3 separate regions of the Hordeum vulgare genome follow, and all the other regions are linked to region 1. Evidence: chromatin contacts called from public Hi-C data. All regions are on one chromosome and are shown on one strand. The core of a region is the stretch at or near the end of the contact, and the rest is flanking DNA. Distances in the headings are between cores, read along the strand shown.

What was found. A called contact is a pair of places that touch in the nucleus more often than the background predicts.
Region 2: a Hi-C map of seedling shows a contact between it and region 1, with 4 times the contacts expected there. The contact joins the promoter of LOC123399128 here to the promoter of LOC123452213 in region 1. A contact is called at or near these places in 2 of 6 Hi-C or Micro-C datasets (leaf and seedling) and 1 of 1 datasets of contacts at active chromatin or transcription factors (embryo).
Region 3: a Hi-C map of seedling shows a contact between it and region 1, with 3 times the contacts expected there. The contact joins the promoter of LOC123399089 here to the promoter of LOC123452213 in region 1. A contact is called at or near these places in 5 of 6 Hi-C or Micro-C datasets (leaf, seedling and an unstated tissue).

The regions. Positions count from the first base shown.
Region 1 is chr5H:470,984,368-470,987,935 of MorexV3_pseudomolecules_assembly, forward strand. LOC123452213 (pentatricopeptide repeat-containing protein At3g12770-like) reads left to right here and starts at 1,581. Exons shown (of 1, transcript XM_045128823.1): 1 at 1,581-3,568. The coding sequence starts at 1,581. The coding sequence ends at 3,542. LOC123399101 (transcription factor BIM2-like) reads left to right here. Exons shown (of 11, transcript XM_045093523.1): 3 at 432-713.
Region 2 is chr5H:471,412,892-471,416,459 of MorexV3_pseudomolecules_assembly, forward strand. LOC123399128 (protein MICROTUBULE BINDING PROTEIN 2C-like) reads left to right here and starts at 1,751. Exons shown (of 5, transcript XM_045093552.1): 1 at 1,751-1,951; 2 at 2,063-2,111; 3 at 2,431-2,712. The coding sequence starts at 1,875.
Region 3 is chr5H:470,678,397-470,681,964 of MorexV3_pseudomolecules_assembly, forward strand. LOC123399089 (phosphatidylinositol 4-kinase gamma 5-like) reads right to left here and starts at 1,766. Exons shown (of 2, transcript XM_045093510.1): 1 at 1,504-1,766.

The DNA of each region.
Region 1 (3,568 bases), core at 331-2,830:
CGAACATGCTTGGTCGTCACTGTTGCGTGCGACCCATGATTGGGGGGTTCAAATTTTCGCGTCAAGTTGGCGATACGAAGCGACAACCAGAAGCAACGGCGAGCGGATCACGTGTGGGTTGGACGCAAGCGGCGGCCGTCGACGCCTGGCTTCCCCCGCCCGCCCTGCCTCCATCCTTCCTATCTGGCCCGGGGGCCCACCTTGATTACACCCCACGAGGCCACGAGCTTAATCATGATTAGTCCAGCGCAACCCTTGTGTTAGTTCGTTCTCTTTTTTTTTCCTGCGAAATTGGTTCATTCTTCTTACTAGCAGTCTAGCACAAAAAAAAGGCAGAATTATTAATAATTTTTTTCCTTTTGGTTTGTTGATGACGAGTTTAGTTATGTTATATTGCTGCTGAATACTGAGAAGCAAAAAAATTGCTACAGGTTTCTTTCTGAAGACGCACGACTTCCTGCAGCCGCTGGAGAAGCCGGCGGCGTCGGCACCGTCCGGCGCGGACAGGCAGCAGCAGCAGCAGCAGCAGGCGACGACGACGAAGCACGCGCTACCCGGCGGCATCGGCACGTTCAGCGTCAGCCAGCAGGCGCCCGGAGCCGCCGGACCGCAGCCGTCCGCCGCCGCCGCCGCGGTGGTGGTCGTCAAGCCCGAGCCGCCGCCGTTCGTGCTCTGGGGCCAGCCCACGGCATCACAGCCACCGAGAGCGCAAGGTTAGCACGTGTAGCCTTTAGCCGATGATCATCTCTCTCTCTCTCTCTCTCTCCGGCCGTCGTTGCCCGTGAGCTCTGGTGAAAGCCAGCGGTTGTAGATGCTGCTACGCCTCCGGGTCCGGGGCCGGGCCTCTGCTTTCCGGTCGTCGATCGACGTCGACGTGCCGGGCGCACGCAGGCACGCACGCACGTGGATCACGTCGTCTTCCCCCTCTCACCACGTCAGTGCGCACAGCTCAGTACCTACCTACCTACCGTGTGCTGTAGCCGCTGGCATGTCTCCGTGACACCCTTCCCTCCGTAGTCGCACTTTTGCTACGTGCAGCACTCCTTTTTTTTCTTCCGACAGAGAGGACGAGGTACAAGCTGGGCCTCCCTGTGTGGGCCGGGATAATGGGTCGTCGGAAAGGGGGCCTACGGCCCGTGCAACTGATGAGCCTGTCCTTGCACCCCACGTGAACAGCCGGTTTTCGGCCCAATAGCTATCCTTCTGCTGCTACACGCACGCCGTCCGTCCCCACAAATCCTGGGCGTTCCCAGTGGCGTGTGGGCCACTTTTTTTTTTTCTGCTTTGTTCCGTGTCGCTGTTGGGTAAAGGGCCGGGAACGAGAGCTAAAGGAGTCCCTGTCTCTGTCGTCCACCTTGCAGTTGCAGGCCACAACCACCACCAGTGGTCGCTCCCCTTCGCCGGCGCCGGGCAGGCGGCCACCGCGTCCAGGAAGCACCCGGTGGAGAGGAAGCGGCGCGGCGGCGGAGGGTTCATGGACTCCGGCTCCAGATCCAGCGGCGGCGCCGGCTTCGACGACGACGACGGCCTCGCCGCGCGCCGCGAGGTCTCCTCCTCGCTGCAAGGTACCGCAATTCCGATATAACCCACGAGCAATTTCGTTCTCGGGAGCGCGCAGGCTTGTCCATCCCGATTGCTTCTGTTTCTGTTTTTTTTTTCTTCTTCTGTTTCGTTTTTTGCTAGAAAGCCCCCATTTTTGTACTCTCAGGGGAGGCAGTGTTCGTGTAGAGTGGAAACGGAGGAGTTGGCGCGAGCTGATGGCGATGGAGGCGCGGTGCGTGCGGCCGTCGCACGTCCACCAGCTCCACGCCCACCTCCTGGTCTCTGGCCGCCTCCTCGGCGGCTCGCCGGGGCTTGCGCTCCTGCTGCTGCGCGCTGCCTGCCGCGTCCGTCCGTCCCCGTGCCTCCGTCCCCTCGCCCACCATCTGCTCGACCACGTTCCCCGCCCGCCCCCGCACCTTCTCCACGCTGCCTCCCGCCTCGCGTTCCGCCTCCGCCTTACTTCCCTCGCGCTCCGCCACTACCTCGCTCTCCGTGCGGGCCACCCGGCCTTCCTCCCGCCGGCTGCTGCCATTGGCGATGTGCTCAAGTCTGTCCCTGGCCGCGTAGCCCATGCCCACGGGTTACGTCTGACTGACGGAGACACGCGATTCCTACATAATTCACTCATCCCCATGTACTTTTCCTGCGGGGATGCCGGCCGTGCTCGCCGTGTGTTCGATGGAATGCGTGACTGCGAAAGGGACGTTGTCTCCTGGACCTCTCTCATCTCCAGGCTCGTGCAAAGTGGCAGTCCCTTGCAAGCGTTGCGGCTGTTTGCAGCGATGATGTGCTGTGATGTCCGTCCTGATTTTGTGCTGCTCGTCACAGTCCTCAAGGCGTACATGGAGCTTGATGACTTGCCAGGTGCCCAATCAGCTCATTCCTTGGTAGTCAAGGGTGGCTTTGATGATGAACAAGATGTTGTGACCACGCTGACGGCCATGTATGCCAAGTTTGGCTGCATCGTGGCTGCAAGGGCACTCTTCGACAGGATCCCGCCCCCACGGGTAAATGTGATCCTGTGGAATGCCATGATATCTGGTTACTCGAAGAATGGGCTTGCCAGCGAGGCAGTGCATTTGTTCAAGCAGATGCAGGTGTTTGCAAGGAGCATGAGCCCTGATTCTGTCACATTGCGGTCGGTGATCATGGCATGTGCTCAGCTCGGCTCCACCGAGCTTGCAGTATGGATGGAGGATTATGTACGCCGCAGTGAGTGCAGGGAGGATGTTCTCGTGAACACAGCGCTGATTGATATGTACGCTAAGTCAGGGAGCATTGCCCATGCACGCAGAGTCTTTGAACAGATGCATGCCCAAGAGCGGGATGTTGTAGTCTGGAGTGCATTGATCTCAGGTTATGGGGCGCACGGCCATCTCGCTGAGGCCGTTGGCCTGTTTGAGGACATGAAGCTCGCAGGGGTGAAACCAAATGATGTGACTTTCTTGGGGCTTTTGTCAGCATGCAACCATGCGGGTGCTGTGGAGAAAGGGTGGTTCTACTTTCATTCCATGAAACCCGACCACAAGATCGAGCCTCGACACCAGCACTATGCTTGTGTGGTCGACCTGCTTGCTCGTGCTGGTCAGCTTGACAGAGCTTATCGATTTATACTTGACATGCCCATCAAGCCAGAGATGAGTGTGTGGGGTGCCTTACTTCACGGTTGCAAGATGCACGAGCACTCGAACATGGCCATGGCTGAGAGGGCAGCACAGCACATCTTTGAGTTGGAGCAATCCAACGCGGGGCATTATGTGCAGCTGGCAAACATGTATGCGTCTGCAGGGATGTGGAGCCATGTTGCTGGTGTACGGGCCACCATGAGAGAGAGGGGTGTCACCAAAGCAACCGGATGCAGCTCCATTGAGGTTGATGGAGAGACGCACAACTTCCATGCCTGGGATCACTCGCATCCAAGGGCCGCTGAGATTTTCGCCTTACTCTGCCTTCTTTCTCAAAGTCAAACTGGCCATGAAGTGGGGCATGCCAGTTGTTGAGTTCCTTTATGTAGTTAGGAAAAACT
Region 2 (3,568 bases), core at 501-3,000, 430 kb after region 1:
CGCAGTCGAAACCTTCACATTTGAGGTCCATGTGAACAGAATCAACGTAGTTTTTTGAGTGGCAATGGACCATATCGCGAGAGGGGTTTGCTCCGGCCATCGTATGCCCATCACATGAACTGAGATGCGGGGTTGCGAGAATGTTGTCGCCAACCGCGCTAGATCCCCCATGCTCGAGCATGTGTGGTTGAGGCCACAACAACTATCATCTTGCACCACCCCACGACGTCGTCGCCTTCGAGCACGACGTAGGGTTGGGATGGACGACAAATGAAAATGTGTTGTCTTGGTGAACTCTATCGCATATTCACATCAATGTCGTAAGCGGTGGCACGCGGGTTAATTTTGAGCAAGATGAGGGGGTTGTATGCAAAATGTTTGCCACGGGCGCGAGAGGGGTACGTCTCGGTAGCACGACGCTCCGTAGAGGGGGCGTATGGAGAACCATATTTTTTTATCTATTTCGTGTATAAAGATTGTGTTGAGGAAATTTTCAAATAGAAGGGTTAGTGAGGTGTGTGCCCGCAAGTTAAAAGGACAAATCGGGGCAGACGAGAAACCATAGTCGTCGTCGCCAAGAGAACCAATCTTTAGGCACCGTTTTCGGCGGCTCTCCTCCGCCGATGACCTCTTGGCTCGTCGGTCGTGAGAGGGGTCGTGAGATCCCATGCACGCGGATCGTTTTTTGCTTTGGGTTTAGGGCCCTAGTAGCTTAGGTTTTGGATCGTCCAATGTCTTGGCTTCGACGGCAGCGAGGGCGATGCTGAATAAAGAAGCTCCAAATTCTTCTCCGGCGAGGCGATCGTCTTTATGGTCGATGATGGATTTGGGAACCAGTGTGTTCAAGTGAGGATATCGTGGCAGCGACGGCATTCTTGTGGTGGACTTGTGTCATCGGGCTCTGTCATTGCGACGGTGTCTGTTGCAGCGTCGGCGTGGAGCTTGAGAGGTAGTCCAGGAGCGGATGCATATTGTGGTATGCATCGATGATATCTGGAACATGAAACGTATGATGGATTCGTGGTTGATGGATGACACGTATGGTTTCCTCCTCCCGCGTCATAGTCGTGGCGGAGTGTTAGATTTGGAGTTCCATGGCGTGTCCAGGGTGTTGCCCCGATCAGATTCTTTCAACGACAATGGCTTCATCTTTGGTGAGCCACATTGAAGGTCCGCAAGGCTGTATATCATCGATGAAGTCGCGTCGAGCTCGGGTAAGGAAGTGATCTGTCAGTTTTTTCTTTGGTGACTATTGTGGTGGTGCCGAAGGCAGATGACGGATGTTGATATCAAGCTCAACAAATTTTACTATCTTTTTAGTTTTATCATATCAGTCTTTACATGATTTATAATTTAATATTTATGACATAAATAAGATACGTATTATCGTAAAAAATGTAAGGACAGACCGTATAATTTTTTTGAGAAAAATGGGTGCTACTCGAGAGAAGAGACCGGTAACGAGAAAGGAGGGAGGCACGGCGAAAGCGACCCATACTTGCACCTAACAACCTTTTTGACAGTTCAAAATTAAAAAGAAAAACAGTTCCTGCGGTGGCCGACACGTCGTAGGTTCCCCATATTTTCCCCAGGCGGAATGTTGCTCGACGGCGACACGACTGCGAAGCATTTACTCATCCTCAACGAAAAACGTTTTTAAAAACAAATACGAAGTGGAGTAAATCCCAGAACAAAATCCCCCAGGTAGGCCGGTATCGGGCATAGCCCACCCCACCCCGCGGGTCCACGACGCAGGCACGAGTGCAGTGGTAGCAGCGCACTCCGTCATAGAACCGGTCCACCACGCCCGCAGTCCACTCCCAGCGCCGCCCGTCCCTCCGCCGCCGCCGCCGCCGCCGCCGGAGAAGACCAAGATGGCCGAGAAGACGGCGGGCCCGGCCTCCAGGTCCAGGATCCGGGGCGGGCTCGCCCCCTCCGCGCCCTCCTCCAGGTCCCATTGCCCTCGATCTGCATTTCCGCCCGGGGCCCCGTTTGAAATTTCCTTCCGGGGTCTGCTCGGGCCGTCCTTGACTCTATTTTCCCCCCGTGTTTCTCGGTGCAGGAGGGTGGTGTCGATGGCGTACACGGCGGCTCCGCATCAGGCCAAGAAGGTGAGCGAGAGGAGAGGCCTCCTTGACCCCGCTCTAAATCTCCTTTTCAAGCAGCTTTTAGCTTTCCGAATCGCTTCTTTGTCTAGCTCCGCAAATGCTGGGTTCTTGGGTGCTCAAAGCCTGAGCCTGTCCTTGGAGGCGAGGAGCGTCGGCATTGTGCTCCTGCAAGGCCCGGTGTGAATGGACACCAGCAGCAGGAAACTGTCCTGAAACAGTGCTCACTGCACCTGCCAAAACTAGATACGCGCGCTTGTTAGTGGTGGTTGTTACTGTTTGTACTGGTGGTTTTGATCTATGCCAACATCTACCACATGTGCAGGTTCCTGAGCCAAAGGTTGTCAAGCCAACCAGAACCACGCCCGCCAAGAGGCGGCAGCAGCCGGATCAGGGGCAGAAGCAGAGGGAAGAGCGCGCTGCTCTGCAGGAGCAGCTCAGTGGCCTGCAAGACAAGCTGCTTGAGAAGGACGAAGCTCTGCGGTCCGCGGAGAACTTGATTGGCAGGGTCAGTGCCGCGAACGAAGCGGTCGACGAATTGAGAAGCCAGCTTAATGACAAGGAATCGCTGGTCGAATCTACTGGCTCCGAGTTGCATTGCGCAAAGGTATACTGGACTCTCTTGGTACTTTTGGCACATCGCTGCAGTTTATATTTGTAGAGCACTATTTTACTGCTTAACCAGTTACACGGCGCCTTCATTGAGGAAAAAACCATCCTAGCACCACATTACTGCTTCATGTAAAATTTACACTGACGAAGATGATTGCTATTAGACACTACTCATTTAGACGACAAAGTTTGCCTCTCTTTCTTTTGTCTCTGCGCTGTATCTGTATGTGTCCTCTGATATAAAAGGCGATGTGTCTTAAGTAATATCTCATTCGAAAACAATCAGAAAATGATGCAGTTACATATACAAGTGCACATCATGTTTTGTGAGCCTATAGTCATTCCACTTTAGTTGCCCTGTCGTGTACCATCTGTTTTTGATTTGATTGAACTGAACTGAGGAAAGAAACTTAATATGCTGATTTGAGGTTCTACCTGCGCTGCTGCTCGGCATTCAATGCTAAGTAGAAATGGCCATGCTTTCATGTATCTAACAAGGACAGACGGAACTATGGATTTTAAGCTTTATTTGCCTTTTTTTAGAAAACCTCATACATCTACTTGATTAGTAATATATGTTTCTCTCATTGCGTTTCAGTACCATGCTAAAGATGCTTATGTGTCTTTAAGTCTCTTTTAATGTTGAACAATAGATTCTAAAGAAGAAGAAACGGAGCAAAATGCCAACACGATTCTTTCTATTTGAACTAACCCGTACTGTCTACAGTGCTCGACGGGAGTATCGATTTTGCTACTTTCGGCTTGTGCATTCATGATTGTCTGTGTCACAAAAGACTTCCATGTCTTCTATCTCTGCATCATAAAAGTACAAACTCAGTGTAATCACTTCT
Region 3 (3,568 bases), core at 516-3,015, 310 kb before region 1:
TGCAAAAGAAAGAAAAAATGAACCATGAATACCGTAGGTCTTGCATAAGATAAGCTTTCTAGGTATAAATTTTAGAAATATAGAACCAGGAAATATTTAGGAAGTATGGCGGACATATATCATGATGAGAAGGACGCAGAAGCAAAACAGAAGGAAATGTTAGACGGTAATGGCATGACTTCCTACAAATTTTCGAGTTAAATAGTCTAGATCACCGTGAAATAGCCTCAAGTTGCTGCCACAAAACAAAGCCTCTTTGGATCTTCTTGTTTGCTCATTTCAGTATATCTGATTTTGTAGTACGTCTTGTGTCATAGCAAATGATAGCATGGCGTCATTAGAATTCTTAACACTACTAGCTTAATACACCCAGGGTAGTTTCTAAGCATATTAAAGTTTAAATGCACTAGACAATTCTTCAAGCCTTACATCTAGATTCCACATCTTCACTTAATCAATAACCGTACATCCCAGGCAGGACAGAAGACTGTAAATCTCAACTTCATTCATGTAGTATCATCATTCGATACAAATATTTATAATTTCAGAACACAATTCACAAAAAGAAGGCTAGCTCCCACTCTTGGCAGGAATAGAACAATCGAAACTGTAAACAGCTGCTCATAACGAAAAATAATCCTTATGCTCATGATTCATGACTGCGTACGATAAACTTTTTTTTAGTTCATAAGAGAAGATATCGCCTTATCCTGGGCTAATAAAAAAATATCATAAGGACCACTTGCATAGCAGAAGAAACAGTAGTAGATCTGCAGGCAGTGGTTGAGAGCAAATAGTTGTTCCTAAACTAATCTCAGTCGGTATAGTTCACTAGCCATAGGTAGATCTAAAACTTCAGAGTTTCATCACTGAACCCACAAATATCCCTCACCAAAACATACACAGCAAAACAATCGGTCGTACCCAGATAAAAACAAGCTAGTCAGAATTATAGCGGAAAAAGGTCCCTCCTCGCTGCATGTATCAAATTGTTCAGATCAACTAGATGGTTTGACAACACTACTGTAGTAGGGAAACGGACAAAGCATGAGCTCGGATAAAACCTCGCAGCAGCGCATCCCACACGATCCTACTAACTTGACAGGATAAAATTCGTGAGTAAACAGCTTAAACATACGAACCGCGCATGGATCCTGCGTGTTCCCAATCGATTGGACGAACCACCAAATCCCACGCATTTCGACTGAAAAAAAAAACCCGAAAAAGTAACAGAGGACACAGCACCAGGCACGCATCGCAAGCATTCTCAAATCCTTCCGCAACTCAGAATCAGAACCTAAGAGACCCAAACCCTCAGACGATGGCTCGGAGATCGGGCGCTGAACCGAACACGAGAGCAAAACAAGGCGAAATCTCCAGCCGATGCACATTTCTGTAGGAGCGGCACACGCAGCTCCAGTTTCCGCACTATCCCCGACAGGCTACAGCGTCCATCCCACTCACTGTCCCAGCGCGAGCCGAGGCCGAGGTTGCAGGACTCACCGGCGGGGCGGATCTGGGCGCAGCTCGAAGGCGGGGAACGGGGCGGAGCGACGCCGCCACCTCCTCCTCCTCGGGCGGCCGGGCGAGTCGCCGGCGCAGATCCGACGGCGGGCGGCCGCGCCGTACGCCTCCTCCTCCTCCTCCCCGCGGTGGCGCGATTCGTTTGTCCTTTTCCGGGTATAATTTATTTTTCCTCCGCCTTGCTCACTGGGGGTGTGGCTTAACTCGAGGTAGACCAGAGGGACGGGTTAATCTAGTACTCCCGTGGTTAAGCCGACCCCTTCGCGCCTCTCTTATAGCCAGCCACATTTGCGGTTTAGCCCCTCCGAAATGGAGCTATTACGTGGGATGGAGTTTGCGGGGGTCTTGCCTCCTGGGGTCACGACAAGAAATTTTGCCACTTGCGCATTGTTGTACTACGTCGCTGCTTTGGATCACTCAAGGGGGTGGTGTACTGTATTTATGAGTCTGTTAGAGAGTGTGTATGCGCTGGCTCGCGTGATCATCTGAGCTACTCCCTCATTCCTAAATACTCCATCTGCCTACATATATAAAAAATAAAGATATCACTACGAACTGCTTCCTTCATTTCAAAATAAGTGACTTAAAAATAACTCAGTTTTAAATTAAATTTAGTAAAAAGTAGAGTTACTTTTGAGTCATTTATTTTGGGACGGAGTGAGTACATATAAATGTATATAGATATATTTTAAAATATAAATTTATTTATTTTGGTATGTATATATATTTTTCTATACCTAAATAATTGTAGTTGAAAATGACTAGTCTAATTCTTTTCAACTATAATTATTTAGATACATGGAAAGTATTTTATATTAAAACATCTATAAAGACTTATATTTAAAACGAAGGATGTATAAGTCTTGTATACGAGATTTCACCAGAGACTACATACGAATCTATATAAACATACTTTAGAGTGTAGATTCATTCATTTTGCTTAGTATGTAGTAGAATATCTTAAAACATTTATATTTGTGAGGGAAAGGAGTATGATCCAATTTTGTGTATTGTGTTATGCCATGTGGTTGCATTTAAAAAAAAAATCAGGCCTTTTTTATGATATTCTTTCAATGGTACGGTGTGTCCGTGAAGTATGAGGCGTTTGTAGTAACTTTATCAATCTTAAAATATAATGATCTAGTCTCTCGAAGATGCCCACATGGATTTGTGTGTGTGTGTTTCGTAGCGATGCTTATGTGTTTGTCTATGTGATCATTTGCGCCTTTGTGCTTATGAAATAAAAATATTTTAATGTGTTATATAATTAGAATGGCATTGGCTCGTACTCTATTGATGCATTAGAATTTTACAAACAAATTAATTGAGCGTAATATTTCAATGTTTGTTTTGTCCCATTCCTTAAGCGACCATGTTTGTATTTTTTGGCAGGTTAAGTTTAATGGATATTGTGGTTGTTTGCTTGGATTGGGATTCGTTATTGAGTACCACATCATAATTTTCTCTATTACTACCTCCATTCTTCAAGGTAAGGCATATTTTGTTTTGGTAAGACATATACTTGACCAATTGACCGACGATTACGTTTAGACACTCCATAAATACAAGGTTATATGACATAAAATTAGTCTCATTGGATTCGTATTTAAAAGTACTTTGTGTATGATAGTGATTTTGCATCACATAAATCAAATGTTAAAAGGACAATTGTTGATAAAAGTCTTGTCTTAACGAAACGAAATACACCCTATTCATCATAACAGAGAGGGTATGTTTTACAACCCTCAACTTTATTGAGAGAATGACAGGCGCAACCACAAACATCAACCCATTTATGGACCACATTCCTTCAAGATGGTCTCTGAATATGCATTTTCATAAAGTCGTTGTCTTGTTTATGTGTTGTTCCTAGTGTGGTCTCTTTTAAAAACGTTAGTTTGTTAAACTTAATTTTTTTAAAGTGAGTTAGTTCGGGGTATTTTGGCGTAGAATTAACTATATAATTTCTGAAAGCTTAGAATTAACTATCTGTCACCCAAACCATGTGCCGGTACCCATTCCAAATCCATAGATACTTGCTAGT